2 separate regions of the Pan troglodytes genome follow, and region 2 is linked to region 1. Evidence: chromatin contacts called from public Hi-C data. All regions are on one chromosome and are shown on one strand. Each heading gives the region's core, a stretch centred on a gene start, on an enhancer-like site or on the middle of the called end of the contact. The rest is flanking DNA. Distances are from core to core; before and after follow the strand shown.

Region 1 (3,346 bases), core at 456-2,955:
CAGAACTCCAGATTCTCCTCGCTGAACTCAGTGCGAAGGAAGGCTTGGAACACTGCTAACCCGTCTGTGAGGAGAACAGATCCTGGGGTAAGAGGCAAAGTCAGCCTCTCCTGCCCTTAAGATGCCCCAGCTTACTCCTACAGGACTTTGAAGATGGGCGTGCTGGGAGCTGAGTACAATGCCCGTCCCCGACAGCCAGGAGCCCTGGGATGTGGCCCCAGCCCTGCCACTGCCTCTTTCAGGGTCTCAGTGGGGTCTCCCCCTCTCTATGCCTCAGTGTCTTCATCTGTGAAATGGGGACTATCGATTCTGTCTCCCAGAGCCCTGGGAGGAGCCGATGGGACCCTGCCCATGAGATGGCAGGCATATTTGGCGCCGTGAAAGCCCTCAGTACGTAGAAATGTTTATTCTTATTCTGGGAATATGGATCTGAGCACACAGGTCCCACGGGCCTCCGGCAGGCAGTGCCAGCTCACATGGATGGGGAGGGGCTGGCAGAAGCTGGCTCCAAGGCCAGACCAAGGGCCTCAGCTTGGGCTCAGCCCCTCCGCAACAGCAAGGACACCCTGACGGTCGAGGAGAGGGAAGGCGGCCTCTCTAGCACCAGCTACACAGGGTCTGGATGGGGGCGAAGGGGAGAGGGAGAGAGGGCACAGGGAGTGGGCAGGCAGGCCCAACTTACATTTGTGAACCAGCAGCTTCTCCAAGGACTCGCCCCACTTGAGGGCTTCCTCTGAGGTGGGCCTGAGGGGTGAGGGAGGAAACACAGTGAGGGCACTGAGAGGCTTGGGAACCTTGGGGGAAGCTGGGCCAGGCGGCCTTTGTTTACTGCCCTGGGCCCAGTCTGCAGCTGAGCCCAGCTGGGGCGCCCAGGAAGGAGGGCCACCCTCTTTCCCGGGGCCAGGGTCCCTTCCAGCCCCCATCTCCACCCCACCTAGCCTTCCCCCTAGGGCAGCTGCTCCCTGTGAGGGTAGCTGCTTGCCAGGTACCCAGCTCCCTCTGTGAAAGCCTGTCTCCCCAGAGCTGGATCAAGCCGGCAGGCCCCTTCCCCTCAACCCTACCACTCAGTCCTACTCCCCGGGGAGCCAGTGAGTTCCCCAAAGGGTCCCAGGGTGCCAGGGAGGACCTACTTGAATGACTTCATCATTTTGTCTGCCTTGCCCGCGGGAGGGGCTCCAGGGGACTCATTCCGCCGTCTGAAGATCCCCAGCTTGTTCTTCATGTCCTTGGCTCTGGGGACAGAAGCAGAAAAGAGGGTTGCTCAGCCTGGCCCACTCGCCCCTGCAAATCCAGAGTCGGGAGAGCTGGGTCGAGGGCACCTACTCCTTCATCGTGTGTCGCCTCTGCAGGTTCCCGTTGCGAGTGAGGTACATGCCTCGGAGCATCTCTGTAGGGCCCCCCACCTTGGGGCCGCAGATTGGTCTGCAGGAGGCACCACTCTGGCTCCTGTCCCCCACCCCGCGTCCTGGGCAGCAGGCAGCAACGGTGCAGGCTGCAGCCACACACGCTCTCTGGAATCCTGGCCTGATGACTGGACTCCCGGGCACAAGCCGGGGCTGGGACTCAGACAGGAGGAGCCAGGAAATGGGAGGGACCAGGAGGGGGAGCGGAAAAAAAAATTCCTTCTGGCCAACCCTGAGAGGGAGCCGTGAAAGGGGCATGTGTCTGCAAGGGACAGCCTCTGGGGCCGCCCCGGCAGGAAGCCAGTCCCAGCTATTTGTGACTGGCCTCCTCGTTACCATGGCAGCAGGGCGACAGTGGTGGGGGGTGGGGGACAAGTCAGCAAATTGCTGAAAGGGAAGGAGGGAGCCAGGGGAGGCACTGCCCACCGGGGTGGCAGGACTGGCTATTTTTAGCCAAGAACCATTTTTAGCCTTGCCGGTCCCCAAGGAGGCAGCAGAATTCAGCACTGGGTGAAACTGCTGGCAAGAAAGGAGTTAAATGCCTCTTGCTCATGTTCACCCCTCTTTTCCCTAGACCCCCTGTACAGGGCGCCTCCCAGAGAATGGCTCCTGCCAGCCGGCCTCTCAGCCTCAGTCACCTGCATTGGCAACATCCAGTCATGAATATACAGCAGGACCCCAACATCTTAGTAGTTTTAAGCCTGAATAACTTCAGAAGTACAAGTCCTATAAATTTACAAAAACACCATTTTAAAGTTAATTATTTAAAGCTGTGTGCATGGTTTTGTGATTTTCGAATAATAAATGTTTCACTTTAAGTTTTGGTCTCCATCCTCCCAAAGATGGAAAATGCTGACTCAAACCAAAAATGAAAATGAAAAATTGATTATTCAAAAATCACATAACTAAAGACGTGCAAAAGAAATTTAAATAATTAAACTTTCAAGGGGGTTTGGTAAGTTTGAAGCATTTATACTTCTGATGCTATTCAAGCTTAAAATGGCACTAAGACCTAGACACCCTGTCTAATGAAGGAGAGTCCTGCAGGGGAGGCTGAGCCCAGGCTCTGGAGCTAGTCTTGGGTTCAAATCCCAGCTCCAGCAGTTACCAGCTGTGTGCCCTTTGACACGTTTCCTGACCTCTCAAGTTTCCTATCAAGGTTTTTTCTCTGTCAAGCTGGTTCCTCAAACAGAAGCCAGCAGGCCAGGTCTCCAGGTCCCAACCCCACCACTTTCTTGCCACGTAACGTAGCCTCTTTGCACAGTAGTTTATTCATGTGTAAAATAAGGGTAAGGTCAATAAGAAAGAACGGAACGGAAAATAAAAGTAGTGGTAAAGATTAAATTAGATTACATATGAAATACACACAGAACAGTGCCTGGCATAATAAACATTAATGGTTATTCTTATTATTACCGTAGATGTTCTAAGACTCTTCGTCTAAGCTTTTAAGAGTATGACCTTCAGAGGCCAGGCATGGTGGCTCATGTCTGTAATCCCAGCACTTTGGGAGGCCGAGGCGGGAAGATCACTTGAGGCCAGGAGTTTGAGAACAGCCTGGCCAACATGGCAAAACCCCCATCTCTACTAAAAGTACAAAAAAAAATTTGCTGGGTGTGATGGCACACACCTGTAATCGCAGCTACTTGGGAGGCTGAGGGACAAGAACTGCTTGAACTTGGGAGGCGGAGGTTGCAGCAAGCCAAGATTGTACTCCAGCCTGGGTGACAGAAGGAGACTCTGTCTCCAAAAAAAAAAGTGTGGGCTTCAGGCAATTCAAAAGGCAGCACCTACATTGAAAGGAGGCTAGACAGGGCTGTTCCAGCACCCGGGATGCCTGCCCTCTGCGCCACACACTGCTTCCCTACACCTCCCACTTCCAGCACCACATTCAACAGTCCTGGCACCCCCTGGATCCTCTCTCATCCTACAAAAGGTTAAGT
Region 2 (3,346 bases), core at 220-2,719, 320 kb after region 1:
AAAATTAGCCGGGCGTGGTGGTGTGCGCCTGTAATCCCAGCTACTCGGGAGGCTGAAGCAGGAGAACTGCTTGAACCCGGGAGGCGGAGGTTGCAGTGAGCCAAGATCGCGCCACTGCACTCCAGCCTGGCGACAGAGCGAGACTCTGTCTTAAAAAAAAAAAAAAAATTGTAATTTTTTGACATTATAAAACTGGTGGTATTTAAGTTTAGAAAGGTATTCATTACACAAAGAGGTAAAGATGGGCTCACAATTTGCATCTTACCAGAGGTTATATTAATATTTCCAGCTTCGATCCCTGCTTTAAGTCCGTCTTTCCCCAAAATCCCAGACTCTCCTTTGGCCAGACGCTCCCTCTCCTTCTCTTCCAAACTTCCATAATAGATGTGTGGTTTCTTCACGACCGGAGCAACTAAGTCGTCGGGTGCTTTAGTTTTGGTTGCCTGCTAAATCAAAGATCTGGATTAAACTAAGGTTTAATCTTGGCAATTTACCGGAATTCACCAGAGGATGAAGCTCACCCTGAGTTTCACAGTCCTATTTCCTCCGTAATTGAAAGGACAAATTGGACACTACTTAAGACGTTCTTCATTGATTTGAGGAGGTGAGGGTAGGGTGAGGGTGTTTCAGTCCCTCACTTTGGTTGACGGGATTAATAAAACTAGTGAGGTTCTCTCGGGTATTTTCCTATGAAAGGTTTGCTCTGGAATCTGTTTACTTCATTCCGTTGGAAGTGTTCAATCTCGTGTTTTATGCTTCCCGGATTACTGCTTATCACTGGGGAAATACTAAGGATAGATGAAATAACCAACGCGGTGCTAAAGGATAACAAGTTACAACATTACAAGTGTATACATTTCAAACGTTCCTAGACGTGAGGTAGTAGGAGTTAGTAGGTCTCATTAAAATTCTGAGATCTGCCAAAGGCATAAACCTTGGCCAAGACACTTCCCTATTTCAGAGCACCGTTACTGGATGAGTCGGAAGAGATGCTTGCCCTTTGGGGCTGTAGTGGGAGAGGTGCAAATAAGCTACAGTCCACGAAAGCGCTTAGGGATCAGGAAAACGGTGGTCCGCTGTGTAGGACACCACTGAGTCCCGCAGCCTTCCTCCTCAGCCCTCCACCGCCTTCTCCCGCTCCTTAACGGCCCCTTCCCGCAGAGATCCCCTTCCCCCTTAGCGCTCCCTGCCAGAGTGAGCTGGGATCCCGGGCTCTGTACCGTGGAGGAGGCTCGGGAGGAAGCCATGCTGGGCTCTGGAGCCGCGAGGCCCCAGCGAAATCCGAACACTCCCTTTCAGACCGTCCACCGCGCGCCCAGCAGAGGGGAAGTGCGTCACTGACAGGAAGTGCGTCACTGACAGGACGTGGGCCAAGAGGGGTCACCGCCCCCGGAGCGGCGCGGAGCATGATGGAAGTCGTAGTAGGAAATGGCGTCGTGGCATTGAGGGGCATCCCGCCTAGAACCTCCAGGAAAAGCTCGCGGAAGACGAGGTTCTGCGGAGAGAGAGGCTCCAAGCAGTCTGGGAAGTGTAGTCCAGTTGGCTTAGCAGTAGTTTCGTGGGGGGGAGCCGAGGTTCCGGGAAGGGGCTAGGCCGGCTTGAAAAGAGGTAGGTGAGTCGACTCGCGCGGCTCGGGGCTGAACTCTGGAGCGAGTCAAGGGCTTCCGGGGTCCGCTGTGCCCCCAGGGCGTACGGGGGCGTTTACGTCTTCTTGGAGCCGAGGACCATGTTACCATAGAAACCCTTGCCTGGGCTCCGAGGTACAGGCCTGGAGCTAGGGGACGAGGACTGTTCTCCTCCATGGTCCGGAAGTCTTCCCAGGCTCCCCCTCTGAGCTTGATGGCTCGGCGGTGGATTTGGGCTGCGGCGAGAGATTAAGCTAGAAGAGCCCGCTAGTGCCAAAGTCAAATAAAGACCCGGCGGAGGAGCTTCGGCCTGATTTTGTTGATTTGTCTTCAGCCTGGTCTTTGTATCAGATTGAGAGTAAGATGATGGATAGGAAGGTGTCAGGTAACTCTGTACGTCTCTCTGCCCTGCTGGATGCTGGGGCATTAGAGACGAACAGGATAAGGTTTTTATCCCCACATGGGCGGTGGGAGATCCTCAAAATATTGACGTTTCCCTAGCTGGCCAGATCCTCATGCAACCCCCTAGAACAATTACAGCAATAATAGATGTTATTTATTGAACATTTATTAAATGCCAAATAATATTCCAAGAGCTTACTGTGTATTACGTTATTGACTTCCTACAACAGCAGAGTAGGATACAGATGAGGGAACTAAGGTCTAGTGAGAAATGAAACGAATTGTTCAGGATCGGTGGTGTAGTGGGATTAAAACCTGTGCCCTTTAACCTCTACAGCCAGCACTTTTAACTGTTAATCTATACTGCTCCCTAGTGGCCAGTTTTTTGCAGTTTGCAGAAAAGGTAAAATGTATAGATTTTTTTTTCCCCCCTTTTAGGTATCCCTATCCCTCTCTTTCCCTCTTTGGAACTTTGGCTTTCTCTACCATTTGTCTGCATTGGAATCTGGTAGAAGATAATGCCTGATTTAGTACAAAGGAATTTGAAATGTAATGTGCCAGTGTTTTGTGTTGATAATATCACCTGTAGTATCCTAAGCTTCATGGGAGAAGGAACTATTTCTTCCTTTGTATACTTCACAGTCCTTAGTTTCATCCTAGATACGTGTAATAATTTGTATCTGTACATACTTTCAAGGAGTTTTCACTTCCATCATTTTCACTTAATGCTTATCATGTTGGCCTTTATAATTTTTATAGGAGGCTAAAATTATTAACCAAACTGAACAGCTTGCTTCGATGACTTCTTTATGTGTGAAATAGGAATCATTTTGTCAACTTCACAGGGTTTTTGTGTTAAAATAAGAATGTAAAGAATGGGAATGGAAAAACAGCACGGTGCTCAAGAATGATCTCACCTTTTAGTCAACAAACATTTACTGACTGTTTTTATAGATACACTCTAGGGGATGCTGTGGAGAATATACAAATGATGCCATCAACAGATATTAAACTCAGTTGGGGGGGTTGTGTTTTCTCAAAAACAAAACAAAACAAAATGGTTTTTGTTAACATAGTATTACCTTGGGATTTCAGGCTGTGGAATGCTCTCTTGAGCCTCTTTTTTTTTTTTTTTTTTTTTTTGAGTTGGGGTCTCATGGTAAGGTCATGTCTCACGGTGGCAACCTGAAACTCCTGGGCTCAAGTGATCCTTCCACCTCAGCCTCCTGAGTAGCTAGGACTACAGGTACACACTACCAGCCCAGCTATTTTTTTTACTTTTTTGTAGACACAGGGTCTGGCTACGTTACCAAAGCTGT

The links. Hi-C and Micro-C count contacts between places; a contact is called where the count stands out from the background.
Region 2: a Hi-C map of stem cell-derived neural progenitor cells shows a contact between it and region 1, with 10 times the contacts expected there. The contact joins the promoter of CDC26 here to the enhancer-like site in region 1. A contact is called at or near these places in 1 of 7 Hi-C or Micro-C datasets (stem cell-derived neural progenitor cells) and 1 of 1 datasets of contacts at active chromatin or transcription factors (stem cell-derived excitatory neurons).

The regions. Positions count from the first base shown.
Region 1 is chr11:24,851,441-24,854,786 of NHGRI_mPanTro3-v2.0_pri, forward strand. It overlaps RGS3 (regulator of G protein signaling 3), which reads right to left. Exons shown (of 22, transcript XM_063787573.1): 19 at 1,131-1,232; 20 at 683-744; 21 at 1-64. Among named protein-coding and RNA genes, the nearest start is that of RGS3, 130 kb to the right of the region's middle. Within about 2 kb of position 1,706, at least 16 of the 24 cell types and tissues checked have an H3K27ac peak or open chromatin away from gene starts, as enhancers often do. A contact at or near this core is called in stem cell-derived neural progenitor cells, where this site is marked.
Region 2 is chr11:25,168,942-25,172,287 of NHGRI_mPanTro3-v2.0_pri, forward strand. It overlaps CDC26 (cell division cycle 26), which reads left to right and starts at 1,470. Exons shown (of 4, transcript XM_003312239.5): 1 at 1,470-1,608. PRPF4 (pre-mRNA splicing tri-snRNP complex factor PRPF4) reads right to left here and starts at 1,405. Exons shown (of 14, transcript XM_009457111.5): 1 at 1,221-1,405; 2 at 266-446. The coding sequence starts at 1,247.